Linked DNA regions of Zea mays: region 2 is linked to region 1. The links are chromatin contacts, called in public Hi-C maps. All regions are on one chromosome and are shown on one strand. The core of a region is the stretch at or near the end of the contact, and the rest is flanking DNA. Distances in the headings are between cores, read along the strand shown.

Region 1 (2,662 bases), core at 106-2,605:
CACGCGCGCGTCGCTGGTCAGGCCAGGCCATGGCCGTGGCTCATGGTAGATCGGACATTGGTCCGAATATTCCTTCCTAACAGTTGTACATTTTGCCTAGAGTGATGACTATTGTCCGTTTCCCGTGTTATGGCTACTAACAGACGGTTTGTAATGTATGTCAGTTTCTAGTCCTAATGGCGACCATTACTGTCCGTTTCCCTCCATCTGGCCATGTACAAATATGGAGGAGATGAAGGAGGTGAAGTTGCTTCCCTCTGGATGTGTACAAATACGGAGGCGACAGAGGAGGTGAAGCTGCTTCTAGTCACGCACGCGAATATCTCTCATACGCATTGCACTCAACCCATCATCGTCCCCACCTTCTGCGAGCACAGAGAGAGTGGGAGAGCAAGCCTCCGCAATCGCTGTCCGCAGAGCTACACTTGCATGGGTGTGCGGGCAATCAGGTTTCCAGGGAGCGTACTAGCGACCGCTCGCTTCGTCCGCTCGACCAAGTTCCTCATCGTCGGCGTCGTTCAAGGGACTGCACTACTTACATCTGTCTACATCGACTGCGTATGACTACATCGAACATACATACGAGATGTCTCGTGTGAATGGATCCACTAATGCTTTGAGCATCGGTCCATCCGTAGGGTACATTCTGTTCTTAGTAATTGTGCATGTTTTAATGTTGTTTACTGCTTATGCGAGTATTCATACACATATGCACATGCATGCCGTCACATACATCACACTAATTTTCTGGATTAAATTAAAACAAAAAATGCCTAATTCTCTAACACTTTTGAGCTCTAAAACTCTAACATGGGATGGACAAGAGTTTAAAGATAATTTAGATAACTTGTTTGGAGCTTTAACTTTAAAATTTAGAGGAGAGAATCTAGACATGCTCTAACTAGTTACACCAAAAAAAACAACTTAATAATACATTTTGATATTTTAGATGTTAGTATACTCCCTCTAATTGATTCTCTAAGTTTCCTTGAGAGTAATTTATATAAATTTGGTCTAAATTATTTGACTTATAGGCCAAATCTAAATTGAAGTACTATATTTATTCCCCTTTAACTACCATTTTTTATATCGAATAGTCAAACATATTTAATTTTAATTAAATGTAAAAATATTACTAATACTTATACTGTATAATAAATTTCATTAAACATATATTTGTATAAGACATTTATTTAAAAGATATAAATATTTTTTTAAAAAGCTAGTTATACTTGAAAAATCTATCTGACACTAATATTTTTTATAAATCTAGTCACATTTCAGAAAATTTAACTGACATAAAGATATAGACGTCATTTTAAAGAGATAGAGGCGTATATAATTTGGAACAGAGAAGAAATTACTAAAGAACCAGAATTCTATTGACACATAAACCCTTGTATTGTATCCTTTATTTGTTTACCGCACCTTCGTTTCATTGTTTTCATCAGTTGTCGTCGACTCATCCAAGCAGGACCCGCGGTACTCAAACCCTCGGTCCTTCTCGGCGGCGGCGTACGGGATAGCAGAGGTGGCCATGGCGGCGGTGGCCACGGTGAGCTCTGCCAGTGGGCTCCTTGCTATGCTGCAGGAGCCGGCGCCGGAGCTGAAGCTGCACGCACTCGACAGTCTCAACTCCGTCGTCCACCTCTTCTGGCCCGAGATCTCCACCAGTGTTCCCACCATGTGAGCCCGGCCTCCCCCCTCCTCGCTTCTGCTGGGCGTACGCGGTTGCCGCCGCTGTAGCTGCAGTGTTTGCGCGATTTGTTCAGGCGTTGGTTTGGCTGAATTTCTGAAGTGTTTCGATCCGCTTCTCTTATTGATGATGATGACTCTGGAAGAGACCTTGACCTAGATACCGTCTTTTTTGCGCAATTTCTTCAGAGTCAGTCGTCTGTGCAAGCTGAACGTCGTAGGTCACGGGTTGGTTCTGACACGTGGATTCCAGAGGCCCAATTCGCGTCCGTGTGCAAGAGTGTGATAACTATACTTTCGTACATTGATTGTAGCTGAACTGGTGTGCCACTCTTGTACTTCTTCTGCCCTTACTTGGATTTAGCTTGGGTTTTGATGGGAAGGCTAAGCTATTCGAGGCAACCTATAAGGAAAGGGTACAGTACCCAGTAGGAGTGAGCTGAGTGTAGGTACTTCAGATTTTGTTTTTGAAATTTCATGGGTGGACAGGTGTACATTTACGATTGTGGTTATGTCTTGATAGGAAATATTGTGTGAAACTGTGAAGTGAGAATGTGAAGGCTTGGTCTTTACAGATGAAAGGAAAAATGAATGCATGCATTATCTCCCTTCAACAATTTTGTTTAGGGTATTCCCTGTTCGGTTCCGTTATGTATAATTCAGTTGCAGTATGATAAGCTTGTTTTTGGTGGTTATGTATCTCGATAGTAGTTGCTTTCTTATATATTATAAACCTCTTGTTTCTGGAATGCCTGTTCCGCATGGTCCCTTTGTTTGAAATATTAACCTCAATTTCTGTTTTTATTAATCTCAATTTCTATTTTTAATTGATATATAGCTAGTTAGATTTCATTACATTCCTATGTTTGTTTCATGGTAGCTATCAGACTTTTTGATACAAATGTAGCTTAATTTTAATTCTCATTTAGTTTGTGGAGCTACTCTGCCCCATATTTTTCATGGTGAA
Region 2 (2,662 bases), core at 86-2,585, 310 kb after region 1:
GGCTGCGGACCCCATCGGAGGCGGAAAAACGTTGTTCTGGCCGGAGGGGAAGGCGGAGACGCTGTTGGAGCCGTGGTCCGTGCTGGACTGCACGCGAAGCCCCAGCCCCAGCAACTCAACGTCGACGCTGTCGTCGTCCCTGGGCAGCGGCGCTGCGGACTCGACCAGCGTGGCGGTGGTTTCGGATAGAAGCGCCGCCGCCGAAGCCACCAAATGGGGAGCCCCCGGCGAGCACGGCGGCGGCGGCGGGAAGGAGGACTGGGCCGGCGGCTGTGAGCTGCCGCCGATTCCCACCGGCCTCGACATGGGGGTCCTCGGCCTTCGGCCTCTTATCTCCGGAGTCTGCTTCCTTCCAGCCGCCGCCGCTTCCGGTGCTGTTCCAAGAAGGCATCGACACAAAGCCCTCTCTTGATACGCAGTCGCCCGGCCTCCTCCACCAGTACCAGCACCAGCCGACCCCCGCCACAACCTTCCTCATGTCCATCCCCTCCTTCCCCAGCTACAATCAGCAGTCGCCACTCGTCCCTCAAGCTCGCGGCGTACAAGACTTTCTCTAACCACTAGCTCGTGCTCCAGTTCTTGACGAAATTGGTGGCAGCACGTCGTCCTGTATCCATGTCATCGATTTTGATCTTGGCGTTGGAGGCCAGTGAGCTTCTTTCTTGCAGGAACTTGCGCGGGTCCCGCCGCCGCGTGTTCTCGCCGGGGTGGACGAAGGGGCACTCCGTCCAGTCGTGGGAGTACGCGCCGCGAGGAGGTCCCCGAGCGTCGTGGAGTCGTTGTCGGCCGCGAGCTCCAGTAGCCGCGCAGTTACGGCCGCAGCCGCGGCAAGAACACTCGAAGTCAGGGTAAGGGTAGATTAGTACGAAGGGGAATACAACCTGTAGAAAGAGCAACATAACAAACGTTAACACAACGCGGGGCATTAACTGTCCCAATATGGCGCGGGTGTGAGCTCCAGAATACCAAAATGGCGATGCGCAGCTGCGGAGTAATAAAGTAACGAAGCCGCGTGACGAGATTGTTACAATCTCAAATAACTCTCCAGTAGGGATGGCAATTCTGCCCGCGGGCGCGGATATCCGCGGGTTCCGTACCCGATGGGCATGGATACGGGTAAAAAGTCTCGCCCACGGGTAAGGATACGGACAACACTTCTCACCCGCGGGTAATTAGCGGATATAAAATTTCGCCCGCGGGTATTACCCATTACCCGCTTAATTTATTAGACCACAAAAACATTCCCTGGTCCGGCCCAATTCTCAGTCGGCCCATCAAATATCCCTAAAGGCTAAAACCCTACATCTCTAATCCTCACTCTCCTCTAGTCCTCTCACGCGGTCGTTCTCACGTTGGCGGCTGGCCACCATTCCCTGTCTCGTGCTCACGGCGGGCGGCAGACCGCCAGGCGCCACCGCGCCAGACCAGCTGACCAGCAGGCGGCAGTGCAGGCCATCAGCCGTCACGGCTCTCCCTCAGGTCGGCAGTGCAGGCCATCAGCCGCCAACCGATCTAGTAGTGCAGACCGCCAGAGGCCAGGTGACCAGGTCGGCAGTGCAGCCGTGCAGGCGGCCAGCCCTCTCCAGGTTTGCTTGTTAATCCATTCTGGATGCCACTAGATCCTACTCCCGCGGTCACATACACGCATGTTATTTTCTGGCGGGTAACGGGTTGCCCGATATCCGCGGATATCCTGCGGATACGGATACGGGTCGAAAATTTTACCCGCGCGCTCTCGCGGGTACGGGTAAACACCAGAGACGCGGATATGCTGGCGGGCGGGTAAATGGCTTACCCGCACTTTACCCGACCCGCTGCCATCCCTACTCTCCAGGCGTCCAGCTACCACCACACACACGAAGAGCAGGCGATGAAAATGTCCGCTTCCGTTGCGGCCGCCTCCCCCACCCTCCGCTTCTCCTCCGCCACTCATCCTCTCCACCGACCGCTCCGCCGGCGGCTCCCGTCGGTTCGATGCTCCCTCGCCGCCGCCGCCGGCCCCGGTGTCCGGGCGCCCCCTGAGCTCGTCGACTCCATCCTCTCCAAGGTAACACTCTAACACTGACGCTAGTAGCTTCTTGCTTCCTGCCCCATTCCCGGATTCATGGTTTCCGCTTTGGTTCTGCTATCTCGCTTACTTCGTTTGTTGCGTGAATCTTGGTTTCTTCAGACGCTTAGATTCGTTTACATACATACATACATATTGTGCCGATCGACAGGTGAAGGGAACTGACCGAGGAGTGCTGCTGCCAAAAGATGGGCACCAGGAAGTGGCTGAGGTCGCGCTGCAGCTGGGGAAGTACTGCATAGACGACCCCGTCAAGTCCCCGCTTATATTCGGAGGTAAAAAAAAAAAGAAACTCGGTATGCCTAATCAGTTGCATTTCTATGTGGTGATCTTGTGCTGAACAATCAACACACCGTAAAAGAACCGCCTTGCAACCGCAAATGAGTTAATAAGCCACTGCAACTGCTATTACATCGCTTGATCTTGTATCCATGGTTCCTGCCATCCTTGATTAAGCTCGCATCGCATAAACCATCCAAATTGACCAGAATGGGAGGTTGTGTACTGCTCGGTGCCAACCTCGCCGGGAGGGCTCTACCGGACGCCCCTTGGCCGCCTGGTATTCAAAACCGACGAGATGGTCCAGGCGGTGGA

Evidence for each region. Hi-C and Micro-C count contacts between places; a contact is called where the count stands out from the background.
Region 2: a Hi-C map of ear shows a contact between it and region 1, with 1.7 times the contacts expected there. The contact joins the promoter of LOC100285627 here to the promoter of LOC103645964 in region 1. A contact is called at or near these places in 2 of 25 Hi-C or Micro-C datasets (ear and leaf).

Annotation. Positions count from the first base shown.
Region 1 is chr2:11,574,748-11,577,409 of Zm-B73-REFERENCE-NAM-5.0, forward strand. It overlaps LOC103645964 (26S proteasome non-ATPase regulatory subunit 1 homolog A), which reads left to right and starts at 1,356. Exons shown (of 13, transcript XM_008670688.3): 1 at 1,356-1,686. The coding sequence starts at 1,538.
Region 2 is chr2:11,880,701-11,883,362 of Zm-B73-REFERENCE-NAM-5.0, forward strand. LOC100285627 reads left to right here and starts at 1,336. Exons shown (of 5, transcript NM_001351120.1): 1 at 1,336-1,586; 2 at 1,835-2,047; 3 at 2,220-2,343; 4 at 2,557-2,662. The coding sequence starts at 1,871.